Linked DNA regions of Sus scrofa: region 1 is linked to region 2. A link is a contact called in public Hi-C data. All regions are on one chromosome and are shown on one strand. Each heading gives the region's core, a stretch centred on a gene start, on an enhancer-like site or on the middle of the called end of the contact. The rest is flanking DNA. Distances are from core to core; before and after follow the strand shown. Region 1 holds the start of MYDGF (myeloid-derived growth factor). Region 2 holds the start of FEM1A (protein fem-1 homolog A).

The links. A called contact is a pair of places that touch in the nucleus more often than the background predicts.
Region 1: a Hi-C map of liver shows a contact between it and region 2, with 4 times the contacts expected there. The contact joins the promoter of MYDGF here to the promoter of FEM1A in region 2. A contact is called at or near these places in 1 of 5 promoter capture datasets (liver), 8 of 47 Hi-C or Micro-C datasets (alveolar macrophages, heart right ventricle, liver and 2 more) and 2 of 2 datasets of contacts at active chromatin or transcription factors (alveolar macrophages and skeletal muscle).

The regions. Positions count from the first base shown.
Region 1 is chr2:74,181,112-74,188,347 of Sscrofa11.1, forward strand. It overlaps MYDGF (myeloid-derived growth factor), which reads left to right and starts at 3,931. Exons shown (of 6, transcript XM_021084047.1): 1 at 3,931-5,499; 2 at 7,199-7,236. The coding sequence starts at 5,323.
Region 2 is chr2:74,043,395-74,050,383 of Sscrofa11.1, forward strand. It overlaps FEM1A (protein fem-1 homolog A), which reads right to left and starts at 1,729. Exons shown (of 1, transcript XM_021084041.1): 1 at 1-1,729. The coding sequence starts at 1,589.

The DNA.
Region 1 (7,236 bases), core at 2,681-5,180, 140 kb after region 2:
AAAAAAAAACAAAAACAAAAAAGAATATTGCCAGGGGAGTTCACGTCGCGGTGCAGTGGTTAACGAATCCGACTAGGAACCATGAGGTTGCGGGTTCGGTCCCTGCTCTTACTCAGTGGGTTAACGATCCGGTGTTGCCGTGAGCTGTGGTGTAGGTTGCAGATGCAGCTCGGATCCCACGTTGCTGTGGCTCTGGCGTAGGCCAGTGGCTACAGCTCCAATTCAACCCCTAGCCTGGGAACCTCCATATGCCGTGGGAGCGGTCCAAGAAATAGCAACAACAACAAAAAAGACAAAAAAAAAAGAATATTGCCAAATTGCCTTCTAAAGAGAATGCCTCAGGGAGTTCCAGCAGGTTAAGGATTCACTGTTGTCACTGCTGTGGCTCAGGTCACTGCTGTGATTCAGGCTCAATCCTTGGCCCCAGAACTTCCAAATGCCATGGGCGCAGCCTAAAAGAGACAGCGCTTCATTGTACACACCTCTTAGCAAAATGTCCTATTTCTCCATCCCTTCAGTACTGCGTGTTATTTTTGCCAATCTTAGGTGTGAAACATGGCTTCTCACTGTAATTCAAACACATTTTTTCCCCCCGCTTTTTAGGGCTGCACCTGCAGCATATGAAAGGTCCCAGGCTAGAGGTCGAATCAGCTGCAGCTGTTGGCCTAAACCACAGCCACAGCAATGCCAGATCCTAAACCCAATGAGCGAGACCAAGGATCAAACCTGCATCTTCATAGATACTAATCAGGTTCCTTACCGCTGAGCCACAAGGGGAACTCCAAACACACATTTTATGTCTGAATATTTTCAAGACACTTGTTTAGGAATTCCTGCTCTGGCACAGTAGGTTAAAGATCCAGTGTTACCACTTGGATTTGATCCCTGGCCCAGGAACTTCCCTATGCTGAGCGTGCAGCCAAAGAAAGAAAATTTTAAAGAGGACACTTGTTTACTAGTAATCGTTTGCCCACTTTTCTTTTGATCTATTGGCTTCATTGATGTGTCAGTACTACATGTGAGGAAATCAGCTCCATGCCATACATGTTGCAAATTGAATCCTGTTGCTGATTTCAAAATGTTTTACGGGTAGGAAGCTCAGCCAAGGAATGTTTAAAATCATCTCAGGAACAAGACAATGTGTTTCCCTCCCTCTGCTGTGAAATAAAGCGAAGAGACAACTAATTACAAGTCACAATGACAGAAAGGGGGCACTGGGGTTGACCTGGGAGGCTTTTCAGCTGGCACCCCGCAACTGTTTCAAGCAGGAACTCTTCATCAGAACTTACTACCCTGGCTTCACTCAGCATCCATGAGCCAAACTTCAGTCAGTTGTATTCCCACCCCGACAAGGAAGCCTGGGAAGGGACATGGGGGGATGGAGGGGAGCAGCTACAAAAGGATAAGTGTCTGCTAGCACAAGGTCAGTCTCAGAGGTGGCAGGTTAGGAGGCCTTTGTTTCTTTCAGGTTGATAGAGGGCCACTTGTTTTCTCCACCACTAGCAGGGGGCTCATCTGCCAGAGGGTCCAGTTGCTGTTTCAGGTCACCTGGGTTCAACCTCAAGTCCTTTCCCAGTAGAACTGTTCATCTCTTTCCTAAATGGCAAGAACCCATGTGACATAAACTCCTGTGTTAAATTGTTTGCAGATATTTTCCCCGTTTGCCATTTGCCTTTCGAACATGTTTAGGTTTTTTTTCTTCAGGGCCACGCCCGCACAACATATTAAAGTTCCCAGGCTAAGGGTCGAATTGGAGCTGTAGCTGCAGGCCTACACCACAGCCACAGCAAAGCTGGATCTGAGTCACGTCTGAGACCTACACCATGCCAGATCCTTAACCCACTGAGTGAGGCCAGGGATCGAACCCACCTCCTCAAAGATACTAGTTAGGTTGTTAACTTGTGAGCCACGGAACTACCTTTTTTTTTTTTTTTTTTGGTCTTTTTGTCTCTTTTTAGGGCTGTGCCCACGGCATATGAAGATTCCCAGGCTAGGGGTTGAATCGGAACTGTAACCACCAGCCTATGCCACAGCCACAGCATGATCCGAACCATGTCTGTGACCTACACCACAGCTCACAGCAGCACCAGATCCTCAATCCACTAAGCGAGGCCAGGGATCGAACTCGAGTCCTCATGGATGCTAGTCAGGTTGATTAACCACTGAGCCCCAACGGGAACTCCATGTGTGTGTGTGTGTGTGTGTATATATATATATATATATATTTTTTCTTTTTTTTTTTTTTTTTAATGGAACTCCCTGGTGGCCTAGGGGGTTAAGGATCCAGCATTGTCACTGCTGTGGCGTGGGTTTGATCCCTGGTCTGGGAACTTCTGTATGCCATAGGCCTGGCCAGAAAAAAAATCAACTTAACTTAGACACATAAGAAGTTGCAAAAATAGTGCAGGGAGTGTCAACCAACACTGGATCCTTTAATCCACTGTACCCGGCCAGGGATTGAACCCGCACCTCCACAGCAACCTGAGCCACTGCAATGAGATTCTTAACCCACTGCACTACAGCGAGAGCTCTCCTGTTTTTTTGTGGGTTTTTTTTTTTTTTTTTTTTTTTTTTTTGTCTTTTGTCTTTTTGCTATTTCTTTGGCCGCTCCTGTGGCATATGGAGGTTCCCAGGCTAGGGGTCGAATCGGAGCTGTAGCTGCCGGCCTACACCAGAGCCGCAGCAACGTGGGATCCGAGCCGCATCTGCAACCTACACCACAGCTTGCGACAACACCGGATCGTTAACCCACTGAGCAAGGGCAGGGACCGAACCCACAACCTCATGGTTCCTAGTCGGATTCGTTAACCACTGCACCACAATGGGAACTCCTTTTTTCCTTTTTTAGGGCCATACCCACACCATATGGAAGTTCCCAGGCTAGGGGTCGAATTGGAACTGCAGCTGCTGGCCTACACACAGCCACAGCAACGCAGTATATTTAACCCACTGAGCAAGGCCAGGGATCAAACCTGCGTCCTCAAGGATACTAGTTGGGTCCATTACCACTGAGCCACAACAGGAACTCCAGCAGTCCTCCAACTTAGGGAGCCAATTCCTAATGGGTCCACAGAAGCCAGTTGCAAGGAGGAAGCCATTCTTAACATAAGCAGGTGCCCCAATTTAGGTCAGGCTGCTGCTGTAGAAAGGCGTGAATTCTGGGGCTAGGGTTACCTGGGAGACAGTCAACCTCCTATAGGATCTTCACAACCAATCTGAAGTTGACCTTCATTCTCTGTGTCTGGGGGGTAGGGAGATTTGTGTTCCTCACAAAGTCAACAGAGCCCAGCGTAGGAGTTACCTGTGACATTTTCTCTCTGTCTTCTGATCTTTCAAGTCAGGAAAGACTAGGACAATCAACTTAATTCTAGACACTCCAGACCTGGCCGCTGATGTTTTCTCAAAATATTAAGCAATTTGGGAAAGAAGGAAGGGAGGGAGGGAAGGAATGAAAGAAGGGAGGAAGGGAGGGAGGGTGGGAAGAAGGAAGAACAAAAGATTTCTCCTATAGTTAAAAGTCTGGGATTTCTTCATTGGCATCTGATGCTAATAACACTAGAATTAGAGTTCTCACTTGTAGGAGCTTCACCTGAATGTCCATCAGCTAATCCCCCTGACAGTTTCTTGAGGTAAGGATTTTTTTTTTTTTTTTGAAATAATTTTAGGCTTAACAGAAAAGTTGCAGGAATAGTGGAGTCCCCTAATGCCCTTCACCCTAATGTGAACATTGTATATTGCCATGGTACAGGCCAGGTTATTGAAGCCAGGAAATTTACATGAATACAATCCTATTATCAAATATTTAGGCAAACGCCTCAAATAAGGCAACAGACCTTATTTAGATTTAGCATTTCTCCCTCTAATGTCACTTGTCTGGTCTAGGACTGCTATGGACCAACGGTTTCTGTCTCCCCTCCTCCAAATTCATGTTGAACCTTTTTTTAAATATATTTATTTATTTATTTTGCTTTTTAGGGTGACACCCGCGGCATACGGAGGTTCCCAGGCTACGGGTCCAATCGGAGCTGTAGCTGCCAGCCTATGCCACAGCCACACCAATGCAGGATCCGAGCTGTGTCTGTGACCTACACCACAGCTCACAGCAATGCTGGATCCTTAACCCAAGCAAGGCCAGGGATTGAACCCGCAACCTCATGGTTCCTAGTTGGATTTGTTTCCACTGTGCCATGACGGGAACTCCTTCATGGAGAACCTTAACATCTAGTGTGATGGTATGAAGAGGTGGGCCTTTGGGAGGTGATTAGGTCATGAGGATTGAGCCCTCACGAATGGGATTAGTGGTCTTATATAGGGACCCCAGAGAGCTCCCTTGATCCCTCCGTAATGTAAGGACATAGCAATATGGAGTCTGTGAACCAGCAAATGGGCTCTCTCCAGACATCAATTCTGCCAGAGCCTTGATCTTGAACTTACAACCTCCAGGACTGTGAGAAATTGATGTGCACTGTTTAGTTAAGCCAGTCAGCTTCTCGGCCTATGTTACAACAGCCCAGACTAAGGAAATGATTCAATCCAGGATGCTACATTGCCTTTCAACGTCTTGGTCTCCTCACCCTGTGATGGTTCCTCAGCCTTTGTCTTTCAAGACATTTCTTAAGTATTGCCAGTTATCTTGGTAGAATTCCCCTCAACCTGGGTTCCTCTCATATTTGCTTGGAATAGATTGAGGTCGTGCACTTTGTACAGGAATTCCATTGAGAGGCCACTAAGAACGTCCTTCTCTGCATCCCATCAGCGGCTCCATGATGCCTCATTTTTACAACACTGACTACAATCATTGAAATAAAGATGGTGTTTCCACTGCAAAATTACTACTTCTCTCTTTGTAACTAATACGTATCCTGTATCCTGGGGAGAAATATTTTGAGACAATGTAAATATGCTGTTTCTCACCATACATTTCCCCCACCAATTTTTAGCATTGAGCCACAGGTCTTGACTACAACAATCATGATGCGTTTGCCCAATGGTGACCTTCCATTTCCCTGATTCGGCCTACATGGATAAGGTTGAATTTCAGTGGTGAACTTTTACATCCTTCATTCCTTGTACATGTACTAACTGGAAAAGAAGAAAGGTCACTTGCCTAGCGAAGGAAAACTGGACCCAGAGTACAAACACAGGATCCAATTCCAACCACTCCAGGTCCCTCCCTGGTCTTGCAAGCCTCGCCCCCAAGATGGCGATGGGAGCGGAGGGGTCACACGGCCGCGCTGACGCTGACGTGGCCTCTGGTAGACGTCCTACGTGTCCCTCGCGGCGCTCCGTCCGCCGTCCCTGCCCCGCGCACCTGATCCCAAGATGGCGGCGCCCAGCGGAAGAAGGAATGGCGGCGGCGGCGCGAGCTTGTGGGCCGCGCTGCTCTTGGCGGCTGTTGCTCTGAGGCCGGCGGAGACGGTGTCCGAGCCCACGACGGTGGCCTTTGACGTGCGGCCCGGCGGCGTAGTTCATTCTTTCTCCCAGAACGTGGGCCCTGGGGTACGTGTCTCAACCACCCCGGGGGATGGAGGGATGGTGTCGGTAACAGCGGGGTCTGGGGATGGGGTGCGGACCGGTGGGGCGGATCCTGGAGAGGGGGTGGAAGGTTGGACTGATGGGGTGGGGCCTGAGGGGGAGCGCACCGGCGGGGGCGGGGCCTGAGGAGGGGCGACGGGACGTGGTAGTGAGGTCTACACTGAGGCAGGACTGAATTAATAGGAGGCGGGCTTCTGGGGGCTGGCGACTTTGAGGGGAATTTGTCACTAGCCTCAGTCCTTGTCTCTTCTTGTGTGCCCAGTGTGCCTAAGCAGCCCTGTTCCTCTGACTCAGGTGTGTCCCTAGCTGTTGGAGGGCTTGTCCTGCCCAGAAGTGGGGAGAGGGGAACTGGAGATTGAGGGGAATGTGCCTCCAGACCCTGCAGAAGGTCATCTTGCTGCAGCTGTGCCCAAGGAGGAAGTGGACAGATGTTGCTCTTTCCTTCCATTGCACCAGGTCCCCCATCTTTTCCACTGAAATGTGGGGCCAGGCCCTCCTTACTTGGAGGCAGCTGGCCTGGGTCCAGGCTAGCCCATCCCCAACTTGTTGGAAAGGTGGCTTCCTCTCCCATTCTCCTTTTCTTCTTTTTTGGTCCTTTTTTTTTTTTTTTTTTTTTTTTTTTTTTTTTTTTTTTAAAGGGCTGCACCTGCGGCATATGGAAATTTTCAGGCTAGGGGTCCAGTTGGAGCTGCAGCTTCTGACCTGCACCACAGCCACAGCACAGGATCCGAGCCATATCTGTAACCTACACCACAGCTCACAGCAACATCGGATCTTTATCCCACCGAGCGAGGCCGGGAACTGAACCCACATTCCCATGGTTACTAGTCGGGTTCGTTACCACTGACCTAAATGGGAACTCCCATTCTCCTTTTCTCTGTAACAGTGAAGTTACAGAGTACTTCCTTATGACCAGATATTGTGTCAAAATCTTTATGGTAGGTCCACTTTACACATGAAAAACAAAGGCTCAGAAAGCTTTGCACTTGTCCAAGGCCTCCTGTGGAGCAGAGATGAGCCACCTTTGGAACAGGTGTCCCTGCTTCCAAAGTTCCTGTTCTTAGACATCCTGGAGGGAATGTGACCTGCCCCTTCCTGTTTTACATTCTCCAGAAGCCATGTGGGTTATATGTCCTGACCCAGGAGCTCACAAGTAGGGAGGCAGGTGGGAGAGTTCCAGGTCTGTAGACACTGGAAGGCTTCACAGGGCTGGCCTCTGAGGACATCAGCCAGAGGGATATGATTTCACTTCCATCCCCTTAGTGCCAATACTCAAAAGCAGGATCCTCTCTCTCTCTTTTTTTTTTTTTTTTTTTTGTCTTTTTAGGGCCACACCTGTGGCATATGGGAGTTTCCAGGCTAGGGGTTGAATTGGAGCTGCAGCTGCCGGCCTGACACCACAGCCACAGCAACGCCAGATCCAAGCCACCTCTACAACCTTACACTGCAGCTTACCAGCAACACCAGATCCTTAACCCACTGAGCAGGACCAGGGATCGAACCCGCATCCTCATGGATACTCGTTAGTTTCATTACCACTGAACCACAACAGGAATTCCCAGGTTCTTCTTGACTTGGGATCTTGGAGGGACATCCTGAGACCCTGCACCTTCAGCGCTAATGATTATCTCCTACTAAGACTTTTTTCTCTTCCGTTCTCCAGAACAAATATACCTGTGTGTTCACCTATGCATCCCAAGG
Region 2 (6,989 bases), core at 479-2,978:
CCGTTCTTGCCGCGGGGGGCGCACTTGAGCAGCCGGTAGACCGTCTGGTGCTTCAGGTGCTCCTGGTCGGGCGTGCACTCCACTTTCTCCAGCAGATAGAGCAGGTGGAGGATGATGGCCAGGGCCTTGGTGAACTGCGCCGAGTCCCCGGGCTCCTTGGGCAGCTGCAGGGCCCGCTCCACTTCCCGCACCCCTTTGCACAGCACCCCCATGAGATCTGCAAAGCCGATCTGCGTGCCCAGGCTACCCTTGGCCGAGCGGTCCTGAAGCACGTAGGAGAAGAGTTCGGCAAAGGAGAGGAAGCTGCTGGCGGTCATGGGACTCAGAGGCTCCAGGTTGTTCTGCTGCATGTCCAGGGCGTACTTCCACAGGCGGATGCAGCGCTCGAAGTTGCCTGAGTCGGCGTACACCGCGCCCCGGTAACGGATATAGTAAGAAGTGTCCGGGTGGGAGGGCCCCAGGATGCGCTCGCGGATCAACAGGGCTTGCATGCGCATCTCATCCGGGTCGGTGATGAGTGCCTCCAACTCCTCAGCGGTATTCACCTCCCTGGAATAGTCATAGGCCAGGACCAGCTGCGGGGGCTCGGGTTTGGGCAGATACGCACCCCCTTGGTGACGCAGCTCCATGGCCCGTCTCCAGTGTTTCAGGGCCCCAAGCAGATCCCGCTTCTTATCCACGTAGGTGGCTCCCAGCAATTCCAAGGCTTCAACGGCAGCTTCCCGGCTGGTGGGGCAGCAGCTCTCGGAAGATTCACCGCTCAGCGGCTCCTCTGGGGAGGCGCTGCAGCAGCGGGGGCTCTGGGGCTGCACGCACGCCGGGCTGGCGGTGGGGCCTTCTCGGGACAGCCCTGGCCGGGTCTCCTCCCCAGCAGGCTGCTCCTGGATAAGGTACTCCACGATGTTGGTGTGGCCCGTCACGCTGGCCGCCAGCAGCGGAGTCATACCGTAGCCGTCACGTTCCATGCGGGCGTTGCACCCGAGCAGCAGCTGCAAGATCTCCAGGCTGCCAGACTCAGCACAGTCGTGCAGGGCCGTGTTGCCTTTGGCGCTGCGCCGATTCACCTGGGCGCCTTGCTCCAGCAGGTAGCGGGCGATCTCGCGGTGGCCCTTGTAACAGGAAATCATAAGGCACGTGTGCCCGTGCCGGTTGGCCACCTCCAGGTCCGCCTGGTGCTCGCCCACCAAGTAGCGCACCACCTCCAGGTGCCCGTCGAAGCAGGCGGCGCGCAAGGGCGTCGAGTTGGTGCGTGTGGTGCGGTTCACCGAGGCCCCGCGGCGCAGCAGGCTCCGCACCACGTCCAGGTGGCCCGCAGCAGAGGCGGCCCACAGCGGCGGCGCGCCCTCGATGGTCTCGCCATCGAAGTGCACCGAGCCGCCTGCTTCCACGCTCGCGCCGCACCGGTCCACCAGGTACTCGACCACGTCCAAGTGGCCGTAGCGGGCGGCGATTAGCAGCGGTGTTCCCCCGCTGGCCACCTCGCCCGTCAGCTCCTCCAGCTCCTCCCGGCTCCGGCCGCTGAGCAGCTTCTGAAGCAGCTGCAGCTTGCCATCACGGGCAGCATTGTACACGGCGGTATGGAGGTCCATGGTCCGGGCCTCCGCCAGGCCATGGGCCTGCCGCCGGGGGAAGAGGGCACGGGGTGACGGCGGACTAGAGCCCAGACAGGCAGGCGGCAACCTTCACCGTCTCCCCCGGCGCCATTTTAGGGGCTTTTCGGGCGGAACAAAATGGCTGTCGTGGCCTGGTGCCGAGGACGAATGGAGCATGCTGGGAAGTGTAGTCCTCTGAGCCAGCCCGCTCCGTAGGACAGAAAAGGAACGGTGATGTGCTAAGACTATTACTCCCAGAAGGCCGAGGGTCAGATGCGATGACGTGAGGACACGATGCATGGCGGGAATTGTAGTTCCAACCTGAGTGAATGGTGTCAGAAATAGGCGAGGCGAGGACTACGACTCCCGTCATGCAGTGCTATGCGATGGCTTGTGGGACCTGGAGAAAGTTTCGCTACGTACTTCCTGTGGCTGTCACAGTACCGGAGCCGATAGGAAACGTAGACGCGGGGCAGAGGACTACTTTCCACGAAAGGCCAGCCTCGGAGCCAACCGGCAGCGAGAACCAGGCGCGGGGTCTGATTCGAGCTTGGCGAGGCTGAGCGGCGCAACGGCAGGGGGCGCTCGGGAGAGACAGGAAAGTGAGGAGGGGTGGGGATGTTAGGGAAGCAGGGACTGACTAGAGGTGGCCGTAAGGGTCGGTGTCTAGCGCTCCTCCCCTTCTTATTCATTCATTCATTTATTCATTCACTCACTCATTCACATACTCATATATTTATTTACTCACTCATTAATACCCAGTTAAAATTTTAGTTTTTCTCCTTCAACCCTCAACATCCTCAATACAAAATCTAAATTAATTTGCCTCAGCCCTTCTCCACTATCATTGTGCGTATCATTTGGGGTTGGGGGCTTTGAAATTTTCAGTAACTTGCCCAAGGGCACAGGGCAAGTAAATGGCAAGGTTGGGATTTGAACCCAGGCAGAAGTGGCTATGTAATTTGCAGGGCCCAGTGCAAAAGGAAAATGTTGAACTTCTTGTCTAAAAGTAGTTCAGAATTTCTCAACAGGGATGGCAGAACATTAAACCAAGTGTGGGGCTCTTCCGGTTGACTGCACGGGTGGACACCTCCAGTGAAGCCTGAACCCCACCCCTGAAGTCAGACCCTCTCCCTAACACTCTTGCCACCATTTTGCTGCTCTGTGCCCCAAGGTTACTGAAATTATGGTAAGGATGAAGAACGGGGTCCTTCCTCCAGGAATGTTTGAGAAATGCATACTGTTCTCTACACCTCCACACTCTTGTGTGTGTCATTCCCTCTGCTCGGAACACTGTTCCATACCCTCTTCACTTGGCTGCCTCTTGGGCCTTCTTCAGGTCTCAGCTGAGACTTCAGGTCTTCGTGGATGATTCTTTGGCCACTTAGTGGGTGCCCTCCCTGGTACCCCCGTTCTTCATGAATCTTGAGAAATACTCTGTTTTAGTCAGTTCAGTGTGTTGTAACAAATACCGCAGCCTGGGTGGCTATGTTAGAATTCTCCAGAGAAACAGAACCCAGCAGGATTTATCCCATTGGGAGTTATATCTTTATATATATACATATATATATAGACACATATAACATATATATTATGTGTACATGTGTATATGTATAAACATATGCTATTGAACTTGGATTCAGGTGCTCACCACTCAGAAGGCAATAATCGAGGGGCAAGTGTTGGTAGAAAGACAAGGTAATTTATTCAGAAAAGCCAGTAATTGGGGGAGAAGGTGGACTCATGTCTAGAGACCAATTCCAAAGATTCTGCTCAGCTGTGACATTTTTTTTTTTTTTTTGACTTTTCTAGGGCCGCTCCTGCAGCATATGGAGGTTCCCAGGCTAGGGGTCTAATCGGAGCTGTAGCCACTGGCCTTCGCCAGAGCTACAGCAATGCAGGATCCGAGCTGAGTCTGCGACCTACACCACAGCTCACGGGCAATGTCAGATCCTTAACCCACTGAAAAAGGGCAGGGATCGAACCTGCAACCTCATGGTTCCTAGTCAGATTCATTAACCACTGCGCCACGATGGGAACTCCATCAGCCGTGACAATTTTTAAAGGAAAAAAGAGAGGGAAGTCTCAGTTAAGCATTCTTTGTCATTTTTCCATTGCATGCAGACTGCCGACTTCTGATCTTCCTTTGGGTGCTGTCTTGCTCACGTGGTCTGCCTCCAGATTTGCTAAGGGGAAGCTGGGGGCGGAGAGTAAGTCATTCTTTAACTATTTCATTCTTCCTTTAATCCAGGAAAGGAATCAACAGGTTAGGCAAGGCATCGTGTACATTCAGTCAAACAAAAATCGGAAGTTAGGTGAGGTGTTTCCTAGTGATCTCATTTTTATTATTGAGGTTTAAGGGAAACAGAAATAGACAAACAGGAGTTCCCGCTGTGGTGCAGTGTGTTAAAGATCCAGCATTGTCTCTGCCACAGCTCAGATTCAATCCCTGGCCTGGCACAGTGGGTTAAGGATCCAGCGTGGCTGCAGCTGTGGCATCAGTTGCAGCTGTGGCTCAGAACATCCACATGCCATGGGTGAGGCCAAAAAAAAAAAAAAAAAAAAAAAAGGGAAAAAAAGAAAAGAAATAGACAAACAAGAAAGGGGCAAAATAGCTGCTTACAAATCCCACCTTATCAGAAAATCGTTTCATTTCTGTGGGAGTATGGGTGAAGGTTAGTCTTCTGTAACTTCATGCAGATACAGGGTGCCACATTTTCAGAGTAGATGTCGACATGGGTCTGTAGCATCTGTTTGTTGACGGTTTTAGTTGCCTGCTTGCATACATGGGCAGAGAAAGCTGCAGTTAGTCTAAGGGCCACAAAGATAGATTATAATGAGCAATAGTGTTAATCCCATTCTTTCATCAGACACTGAGTCTGTGACGATATTGTCCTAATCATTAACTGCTTGAGCCTACTCTTTTGTGGCTCTGGGAGGCCTGGGAGATTTCAGCTTTTCTGCAGAGAAGAGCCAGGGAACACAGTAGGGGCTTTGTATTTTGGGAGGGCCTTGCAGGGTTCTGCTCAGTTCTATATATATATATATATTAGGAATTTACTCATGTGATTGTGGAGTCTGAGAAGTTCTGTAATCTGCCATCCGTAAACTGGAGAACAAGCAAAACTGGTGGTATAGGGAGTTCCCATTGTGGCACAGCAGAAACAAATCCGAGTAGTATCCATGAGGATGTAGGTTCGATTCCTGGCCTCGCTTAGTGGGTCAGGGATCCAGCATTGCTGTGAACTGTGGTATAGGTCGCAGACTCAGCTCAGATCCTGCATTACTGTGGCTGTGGTTTAGGCTGGCAGCTGTAGCTCTGATTCAGCCCCTAGCTTGGGAACCTCCATATGCCACAGGTGTGGCCCTAAAAAACAAAAAAAAAAAAAAAAAAAAAAAGAAAGAAAGAAAAACTGGGGAACTGGTGTTAAAACTTCAATGTGAGTCTGAAAGCCTAAGAACTCTGATGTCCAAGGGCTGGAAATATGGATGTCCCAGCTCAAGAAGAATGAGAATTCACCCTTCCTCCTCCCTTTTTGTTCTCCTCCGGCCCTCAATGGATTGGGTGATGCCCACATTGGTGAGGGCCATCTTCTGTACTTATTATACTGAATCAAATGCCAGCCTCCTCTAGAAACACCTTCACATGCACCCCCAGAAATAATGTTTTATCCCCCCCTCCCCGGGCTTCCCTTAGTCCAGTCAAGGTGACACATCAAATTAACCATCACAATGGTTTAAACAACAAAGGGTTATGTCCTACAGTTCTGGAGGCTAAGAAGTTCAATGGTCAGCTTTTGAGGAGGATTGTCTTCCTGGCATATAGACGGCTGCCTTCTTGCCATGGCCTCACTTGGAGGAGACAGAAAGGGAGAGCTCTGCTCCCTTCATCCCCTTATAAGGCCACCTTCATGACCTCATTGAAACCTGATCCTCTCCCAAAGTTCCCACCTCCAAATACCATCCCAGGGATGCTTAGGGCTTCTGCATATGGATTGGGGGGGGGCGGGGGATGCAAGCATTGGGTCCATGGCATGCTCCAGAGTGACTTCTTGAGATTCAGGGCTTGTCAAAGGAATTCCTAAATTGTTGAACACAAAGGAGGGAGGATGGGGAGTTCCTGTCGCAGCGCAGTGGTTAACGAATCCGACTAGGAACCATGAGGTTGTGGGTTCGATCCCTGCCCTTGCTCAGAGGGTTAAGGATTCAGCGTTGCCGTGAGCTGTGGTGTAGGTTGCAGACGTGGCTCGGATCCTGCGTTGCTGTGGCTCTGGCATAGGCTGGTGGCTACGGCTCTGATTGGACCCCTAGCCTGGGAACCTCCATATGCCGCAGGAGCGGCCCAAGAAATAGCAAAAAGACAAAAAACAAACAAACAAACAAAAAAACAAAACAAAAGGAGGGAGGATCGGGAGAGCTCTAAGGAGAGAGAGGTGAGGACAGACCCCTCCCACAGGCTTGGTAGGGTGGGTTTCTTCGGGAAGAAGGGGAGCAGGCATGAATGTGGACATGAGAGGCAAAGGCAGCTAGGAATGCCCCTTAATTCATAAGTGGTGCTTTGAGGATTTGAACCCAGGCTGCCTGGCCCCTGAGCCTGTGTCCTTAGCCATGGCAGTGTAGGTCCTGACAAACTGAATTTTTTTTTTTTTTTTTGGCTTTTTAGGCCCCCACCTGTGCCATAAGGGAGTTCTCAGGCTAGGGGTCCAATCAGAGCTGCAGCTGCCAGCCTACACCACAGCTCACCGGATCCTTAATCCACTGAGTAAGGCTAGGGATCAAACCCGCATCCTCATGGAAACTAGTCGACATCCTCATTGCTGAGTCATGATGGGAACTCCCAAAACTGTGAAATCTTTAATGTCACTGACTGCACTTAGTTTTTCCTCTCTTTCTGGTTGCACAAATGTTATGTACTCTCTACAGGAAAAAAAAAATCAGACAAGCAAACGAGAAAGAAAAATTACAAAAAGCCTTCCCCACAGCCAGAGACAAAACCATCAGTGACCTACAAGCACTGCTTTCCTTTTGCATCCTTTCTGGTCACATACCTGAATTTGATCCACTCTTACCTGCCACTGATTGTTGAAAAAACATCTTCGATTAAAAACAGCTCTTCAAAAGCAAACAAGCAAAAATCCATACTGTGCTAAATACATGCACGGCTTTAAGTTGAATATAGTTCAGGCCTTTTTTGACTCCAGGAAGACAAAAATATGGAAAAGTGATCATTTGAGGGATCAAGGAAATACAGGTGTTACACTACCTTCTTTCTGATGGTATAGCTTGAATATTTTCCATTCACTCAACAGGTGCCATGTTTTGGGTAGACAGTCTCCTGTTAGTGGACATTTCCTGGGTCTCTCTAGGTGCCAGGTACCACTCTGGATACTGGAGGTA